Regions from separate parts of the Hordeum vulgare genome. Here region 2 is linked to region 1. A link is a contact called in public Hi-C data. All regions are on one chromosome and are shown on one strand. Each heading gives the region's core, a stretch centred on a gene start, on an enhancer-like site or on the middle of the called end of the contact. The rest is flanking DNA. Distances are from core to core; before and after follow the strand shown.

Evidence for each region. A called contact is a pair of places that touch in the nucleus more often than the background predicts.
Region 2: a Hi-C map of leaf shows a contact between it and region 1, with 4 times the contacts expected there. The contact joins the promoter of LOC123444737 here to the enhancer-like site in region 1. A contact is called at or near these places in 2 of 6 Hi-C or Micro-C datasets (leaf and seedling) and 1 of 1 datasets of contacts at active chromatin or transcription factors (embryo).

What each region holds. Positions count from the first base shown.
Region 1 is chr3H:531,692,421-531,696,653 of MorexV3_pseudomolecules_assembly, forward strand. No RefSeq gene overlaps it. Among protein-coding and RNA genes, the nearest start is that of LOC123444734, 19 kb to the left of the region's middle. Within about 2 kb of position 1,786, at least 2 of the 3 cell types and tissues checked have open chromatin away from gene starts, as enhancers often do. A contact at or near this core is called in seedling, where this site is marked.
Region 2 is chr3H:531,747,727-531,751,959 of MorexV3_pseudomolecules_assembly, forward strand. It overlaps LOC123444737, which reads left to right and starts at 1,806. Exons shown (of 2, transcript XM_045121558.1): 1 at 1,806-2,827; 2 at 3,082-3,685. The coding sequence starts at 2,107. The coding sequence ends at 2,646. LOC123444736 (transcription initiation factor TFIID subunit 9-like) reads left to right here. Exons shown (of 2, transcript XM_045121557.1): 2 at 773-1,401. The coding sequence ends at 1,120. It overlaps TRNAK-CUU (a tRNA gene), which reads left to right and starts at 1,668; the gene lies at 1,668-1,740. It also overlaps the pseudogene LOC123441980.

The sequences.
Region 1 (4,233 bases), core at 536-3,035:
CAGTCACCTCCAGTTTTATCAGATGAGTGAACTTCATCAGGCAATTTGAAAATCCAACCACCTACAAGGTCACCGAAACCATTTTTACATAGATGGAAGTGAGACATGCATGACGCTGGTCGGCACAGTACCTCGGTGTTTAAGCAAGTGTTCAAAGACAGTGTCTCCACGCGAGACAGGGTCATTGGAAGTTCGGTGAAGACGTGTTCAAGGGTGTCATCATATCCCAAGAGCGTCACAGTAGCTTCTGTTGGTTTCATGGATTCACTGAGTGTAATGGGTATGGCCTGACCCGAATACTCAAATTTTGTTAGATTCGGAGCAGTGAATTCCATAACCTGTAGCTGACATCCCCGAACAGATAAATTACGCAGACGACATAGTGGTTTCTGCACTTTCAGATTAAGCACTGGGTAACAGCGACCCAGGCGCAAACACTCCAACGCACTGCACTTGGACAACAGCAGCTCAAGATCTCCTTCCGACACATGAACAGTTTGGAGATCCAGCACTCTAAGGCCCCGTTTGGTTGGTCGTTTTGACCCTCAAAACATCTGTAAGTTATATCCGTGTATTTTTTTTTTGGATGGAACTCACATAGGTGCTTGGCATGTTGTTTCTTGACTGTAATAATTTACACTGGCTTTCTTAAATAGTACGTAGGCACTGTTTGGATCATCGTTTGTCCACTTGTAAAAATACAGACCTGCAGCCGTCGTTTTATTTTCAGGTAAAATTTACACAGCGACTACAGGTATAAGTTATACACCTCTGTATTAAAATACATTCAATCCAAACACGACCTAAGGTTCAGAGGGCCACCGAAATCTCCGAGCAGCTTCAACGAGGCAAAGGCGAGCTGGAGTGTTTCGATGTAAGATGCCCCTTGACTGCTAAACATATGAGACGGCAAGGCGTATGTATCCTCCCATTCATATGACCTCACGGAACCCTTGTAGAACACAGGGGACAAATTAACAGCAATCTCAGACGCCCTGGAATCGAGTGCGAACTTGAGCCATCGATCCAGATGTTCCGCGTGCCTTGTGTCAAGAGCAAACGTGATATCAAATCCTCTTAGCCCTGCACCACTGTGGGATTCCAGGACAGCATCGACACGCCTGATGAACCTGCGTCTTCTTCTACCCCTCCTGCTAATGGTGCCATACTCGCGGTTCAGGATCGTAGGACTGTCAAAGCATAAATTGGGATGGCATGTCCACAGTCGTCTCCAGTTTGTCGACACCAAACTGGCCCTGACGGCATCCTTCAGTGTCAGCCTTGATACTATGTCGTGCATAATACCCTGGATGAGGGCAGATAGAAAATTCAGTACCAGTTGGAAGAATCATAATACTACCCTGAATACACTGGATGTTATGTTAGAACAATAAAAAAACTAGATGAGGACAATAAAGGATATATTCAGATTAATTTAGAACTCATGTCCTTGGACCCACCTCCGGGAGACTATGGATCACAGGCTCGGATTTGCTTCTTTTAGCAGTACATTTGTCCGAGGAAAACATCATACTTGATCTTCTTTTTGCAGGGCGTCTGCTAGACAATTTTTCGCACGAGCTGATGCAGACCAAATTTATAGATTATGTTCAGTAACCTAGTCATGCTGAAATTGATATCCCAAATTCCCAGTAACCCCGGCCGACCAGTTTTGATACGGACACGGTTCCGCGTCGTCTCCGGGGAGGCTAAAGCTAACGAGGCCGCCTCGGTCTGGGTAATTCGCAGCGCCGGCGCGCTCGGCAGAGGGTCCCCTCGCCTATTTTGCGGTGGGTGGGGATGGACCGGAAGCCAGGCCTGGTTTATGCGAGCGGAACGCGGCACAAGGCCTAGAACTAATCGAGGGTTCATAAACCCTAAGAGCAAGTACAATAAAACTGAGTCAGTTGGCTGTAAGAAATAAAATAATATATCTTTGCTTAATTGGAGGAGAGAGAAAATGAGAGATAATGTAAGCGGGCTCTTAGCTAAGAGCCAGCTCTAGCACGTGCTCCTAGGCATTTTGTGAGAATGAAAGGTGGGTCATATAATAAATAAGTAGTACACTCTTCTAACCAACTATTATACATGTTAGCTATAAGATGTGCTATAGGTGACATGGCATGAGCTTACAGCCGGCAACAGGCTCTACTATTGTACTTGCTCTAAAAAGAAGGGAAAGTCTTACCTTTCATCTCGACTGATCCGTGTGATCCATCGGCCGCCCGCTTATCCGTTGGATAAGGGCCTCGATCTGATCGCGAACCATTTTCTGAAACTAGATCGTTCTTTCAGAAACTGAGGAGTTGTTTCAGAAAACTGTCCATCCGTGCATCCGCCTCCGCCTCGGCCTCGACGACCTCGCCGCCGCCGGCCTACTGCGTCTCGCGGCCCCTCCGCCGCCGACCTGTTGCGGCCCCGTCGCCCCTCCGCCATCGACCTGCTGCGGCCCCGTCGCCCCCTCCGCCGACGGCATGTCCGCCGCCCCTGCTCGCCCTCCGCCGCCGCCCCGTGCCACGGCCCCGCCTTGTCAGCCTGCACCGCGGACCTTCGTTGCCGGCCTGCCTGCCGCCCTCTGCCGCCGCCCCGCGCCACGGCCTCGCCCCGTCGGCCTGCCCGCCGCCCCCGCTCGCCCTCCGTCGCCGCCCCGCGCCACGGCCCCACCTTGTCAGCCTGCACCACGGCCCTTTGTCGCCGGCCTGCCTGCCGCCCTCTGCCGCTGCCCCGCGCCACGGCCCCGCCCCGTCGGCCTGCACCGCGGCCCTCCGTCGCTGGCATGCCCGTCGCCCTCCGCCATCGGGGCAGCTCCGTAACTGGCCTGCAACATTTCTGCAACGGGGTCGTGGTTTCTGCAACTCAGCCATTGTTTCAGGAGTTACGTAAATTATTTTCTGCAACGCGGTCGTTGTTTCAGGAATTTTTTTGCAGCACGATTGTTGTTTTGCAACGCGGCTATAGTTTCTGCAACCCGACCTCTGTTTCACGAACTATTGGATGTGGGGACATAGATCGGACGGCTGCATCGATACATCCAATGGCCGTTGAGGTGGCGGATGTTTACTAAACATCCGTCGGTGGACGCGTAGCAGCTCCCTAAAAAGAAGTCCGACAAAAATTCTTAACCGCCAAAATATTGCCACCAGTATATTTTGCTTCTTTGCATGGAAAAAGGATATCTACTCTCAAAGTCTTTTTTTGCGATGGCTACTCTAAGAGCATGTCGAGCCGGACCTCTCAAATCCGGACATCTCATATTAGTATCCTCAAATTCATACAAAAAGAATGAAACCTACTTACTACGTACAAGCTAGCTACTCCTCGTCGGAGATATCTACGATCTCCGTGCCCTTCGACGGATAAATGGCCGCGTGCCGTAGCTCCGCCCCCTTCGGCTGCTCCGCTACGGACTCATCCGCCTCAATCTCTGCATCCAGCTCGTCGAAGAGGGTGTCGGCCTTCACCTACCTCTGTTGGATGAGCCGGCGGTTGGCCTCCACCTCAGCCTCATCCCGGATGGAATCTAGGATGGCCCGTTGCTCCGTCATCTCCTTTGATTGGGTGACGGGGAACTTCGCCTCTGCCTCTGCCATGCTCAAGCGGGGAGCCTCCTCCTCCATGGCCTCCGGTTGCTCCTCCTCGCTCGTCCTCCTCGTCCTCCTCTGTCTTCGGCGAGTCCGGAGGGTGACCCGCAGCGATGCGGGCGGCGTGGCGAGCCTCGATCTCCGCCTCGATTTGAAGACGCCACTCCAAAGTGAGTTGCGCGTAGGTGGTGATGACCCACCGGACCGTACTGACGAAGAGGGAACTGCAAGAGGAGGCGGACGGGCTCGGGTGGCGTCCGAGAGATGGAGGAGGCGGATGAGCTAGGGTTGGGGGCGTCGGCCAGCTTAAATAGCCGGCCCCGACCTTGGGCTGGGAGCCGGAGCGGCGCCACGCGGCGTTGACACCGCGTCGACGGTCGAAGTGCCCGTCAGATCGTGGGGTTTCCCGACGATTCTGCATGGGCCAACCGCCAGTCCGTGTGGCGGACGCGTTCGAGCTCCCCCGTATCCGCCCCATATTTGGGCTGGAAATGGGGGTGCCTGTCAGTCTGGGCGTTTGAGGCCGGTTTGAGAGGCCCGTCTCGGTCGAATTTTTGTGACTAGGCAGAGGATGGTTTGAGAGGTCCGACTGTAGATGCTCTAAAGGTTTAGTATTTATGGCATCTCCATCATGGCGGACCAACAAAATCTT
Region 2 (4,233 bases), core at 556-3,055, 55 kb after region 1:
GGCTGACGAGGTATCGACGAGTTGGCACTGTAGCCAGCACAGGTCAGAAAGGTAACATGGTAGTGGGGAATAGAGATTTAGGAAAGACTTATTTATTGGTAACTTGCATCAATCGCTGCAGCTACGGGGCCTTTATATAGGTGACTCACTCAAGAACAGTGTCCTGGATGGATACAAACTTAAAGTGCTGCAGAACGTGACTGCTGCAGGTTCTGTTGAAATGACTCTTAACTTAGGGAGCAAAAGATCAATAGAACTCTTAGCCTACTACAGCTCAGATGTGTCTGCTGTAGCCTGTGAGTTTCCTCCTCCGATACGTAATTCCCCACATAACTCTCCGTTGTGACAGTTATCTACCAATTAATTGATACACTGGTGCCCCCACTCCCGCCCCTCCAAATCTCCGGGAACAGGCTAGGCCTAGTACAAAATAATGTTTTGAAATGCATGGCTAGACTTATATAGAAACACGAAATGAACAGGTATGATTCTTAATGTGTATGAGGCTGGCATCTGAAGATATACCTAAAATGTTGATGAATCATACTGTATTAGGTAGTACAAAGATAATAGAGATTGAGGGTCACTCACAAGTGTACTCACTTGCTTGTTATCTTGCGTAGCGTAGATAAAGTCTATGAACAACTCTTGTGGTTATGCTTTGAAGTCTAGCGCTTGTTTTATGTTTTATCAGATCCCTGGAAAGTCAAGCTGACACAAAGTACTCTGTATGCATAGGTGGATGACAAGTCATTTTGCTGATGTCACACAGGTTCTACTCGAATTGGCACGCAGCCGGAACAAGATCCCGCTGCCCAAGTCTATTGCTCCACCTGGATCAATTCCTCTGCCACCTGAGCAGGACACTTTGTTGAGTGAAAACTACCAGCTCCTACCCACACTGAAGCCACCAACTCAGACTGAAGAAGCAGAAGATGACAACGAGGGCGATGACGCAATCCCTACCAATCCTAGCCCAAACTATTCACAGGATCAGAGGGGCAGCGGGCAGCCTCAGCCTCAAAGCCAGAGCCAGAGGGTTTCTTTCCAACTGAACGCGGTGGCTGCCGCGGCTGCAAAGCACCCTCTGGTGACAACTGATCAGTTGAACATGGGCTAACTGATTGTAGATTGCTGGCGGTTCCTTGTCCCGCGAGCCTGCTTGCTGATGATTGTGTAGCTGCTGGGATCGCCCTTTCTGGCCAGCGCCCTCCTATTTCAGCATGGAAAATGCTGATTGTTGGGGAAAGGAGGCAGGCTTGCAAGTAGTGTATGCTGTAGCTGCACACCTCGGGTTAACTAGTTTCTGTCCATTATTATCAACTTGTTGATTTTGTAGATCTTTGTCGAACTTGAACTGTCCTGTCGTTGTTTCTGAATGCTAAATCGGTGTTCCTGTTATGCTTTTGGTGGCATGTAGCACATATTTGGTTGGTTAAAATGAGGACATAAAAATACCTGCACATCTCATAAAGCTAGATAGAGGGAGTACCAATTTTACAATATATGGAGATAAAGATAAAAATCCGTAGTGCCAGATGCACTGCTTTTGTTTCTTTATCAGTAGTTCAGTGTCTGTTTTCTTGCTTGGGGAGGAGGGCGGACGGATACCTTCTGTGCGTGGAGCATGTATCAGTTATTGAGAAATCAAAGTAAAAATATCAGCAGCCCGTCTAGCTCAGTTGGTAGAGCGCAAGGCTCTTAACCTTGTGGTCGTGGGTTCGAGCCCCACGGTGGGCGACCTTCTTTTTGTTCTTTCTACAATCCAGGAATCGATTTCCAAATGCAGTGCATGATGAATGGCCATTGCATAGCGCTACTGGCTAAAACCACCACTATAAAAGAAAGAGAGGACAGATGCAAACCACGACAGATCCCGTCTAATCACTTAATCAATGGCCTAAATATGTTGTTAACGAAACTTCGTCGCTAACGAAAACTCCTCGTCGCTAACAAAAACTCCATCGATCTCTCTCTGGAACTGCTCCCGCAAACCCCCGATCGCCCGCCGGCCCCGCGCCGCTCCCGCTCGCCCCGCTCGGCCGGCGCTCGCCCCCGCACGCCGCTCCCACCACCTCCTCGCGCGGCGCGCCGGCGCCAATTGCCATGGGCCTCAAGCTCCTGCGGCTCGCGGCGACACTCCTCTCCCCGGGGGCCTCCGGCACGGACGCGCACCACCCGTCGACGGCCCCGCTGTACGCGCACCACCTGGACGCGCTCCTCGCCTTCGGCCGCGGCGCTCGAGGAGGCGTTCACGGACCGCCTGCGCGCCGCCGTCGTGGCCCTCAAGTGCCTCGTGGCGCTCAGGGTCCTGCTCGCCCGCGGCGCCTTCATCCTCCGCGACCAGCTCCTCGTCGCGCTCCTCCGCCACCGGCCTCCGGCCGCAACCCGCTCGCGCTCGCCGCCTTCCCGCTGGGCCGCTCCTTCGCCGCGGCCTCCTGGGTCAGGTTCTTCGCGCGCCTGCTCGAGGTCCTCCTCCTCCTGCCGGACGCCTCCTGCGACGCCGAGTACCTCACCGCGCTCCCGAACCCGCACCTCATCTCCGAGCTCGCCGCCTTCGCCTCCGTCGCCTGGGCCCCCGCGCGCCGCTCCCGCTCGCCCCTACCGCGGCGTGGGGCGCGCTCAAGTACTTCGTGCCGGCGCTAGAGTGGGTGCCCCACTACGGCCTCGACAAGTTCAAGTTCGACCTCCTCTCCGGCCTCACCATCACCAGCCTCGCCTCCCCCCGCCGCCGCGCCTCCTCCCGCCGCTCAACGAACCTCCTCCTCCACCCTAAACGAAGGGACAGCGGCGACGGCGGTTCCAGATCGGACGGCGTCGCGGTCAGGTATGTTCTGCTCCCTCTCCCCTCACTTCTCACCATCAGAAGGGTTTGGGACATGGAGTTATCTTCTGCAATGGGTATTACCTCAACTAGCGATTTCATCAGTAAATTTAGATATCCCAGAGGCAATTTTAAGGAAACAGGAAAGTTAAGTGTTATGTGCCAATTTTAGGCGTTTACACCACCATTCCCCCAGAGTATATCGCACTGTTGCAAGCTAAAGACAAAAACTGACATGAGATTTATTTAACATGCAGAGATTGGATGGTACTTCAAATGCAGAGTCTGAAGCTCTGCTCAAATCTCTATCGATGTTTGGAGAGCAGCTGAATATATATGTATGTTTTCTGTACCAAAACAAGCCATGATCAACTCTCTCAAGTTCTTCGCAATTCAATACTCAACATGGGTGTGCCGACAGGAGCATGTAAAGTCGTCAAAATGCACTCTAAAAGATGCCATCTGTTTGCACATTGACAAGATAGTTGTGTCTTCAGCAGACTCCTTGTGCAGTGGGTTGATGCTACAAAGATCCATCTTGCAAGACATCAGGAATGCAAACGCAAGGAGCCATCATCACTGGATAATCGAAAACGAGTAATTCCTACTGCTAATCCGAGGCCTCTTTGCGATTCCGGTTGCATTTTACCAGCCTATTGTTCCTTTGATGCTGGAAAAGCAAGGGAGAGAGACAGAGCGCCTGACATATCAGTAGGCGGTGTATCTCCTTTATTCCACTTTTCTTCGACCATCGGTTTTATAGAAGATGTGTTGTCCCCCAGTGCTGGCTTGAGATCCTGTGTGTTCTGTTCATGTAAATCTTCAGACTGAATGGTCATGCTATTTCCAGTCGCTGCATCATCCACCGAGTTTATATGTGCATCATCCACCACGTTTAGATCTAGTGGAAATGTGCACTTTCCATTACTCTTTGAGATTCCTGCCGTGGTCTTATTTGTCAGTGCAATCATGAACTGGTAAAGCTGCTAGAGGGTGTACCTTGGATGATAACCTTCCATCTTTGATCCTCCACCCTAAACGAAGGGACATCGGCGACGACGGTTCCAGACCGGACGGCGTCGCGGTCAGGTATGTCCTGCTCCCTCTCCCCTCACTTATCCCGACCGGACAACATCAGATTCTAGGACAGTACAATCAGCGTCATTGACATTCAGAAAAGCAGCTGGGGTAAAAGAAGCACGCAATGCTGCATTTGTTCTTGTAGCTGTGGTCTTGGTGAAAGACTTGGTTACAAAGGAATTAAGGTAATGTGGTTCGAGTTCCTAGTAGTGTATTTACAGCCAAGAATTGGAAAGACTGTCGTGTTGACGTTTCACAGTTAAAATTTTGTATTCATGATTTGCGATGGTAGTAGGTATATACATCAATTTGCTCGACAAAATCATGCT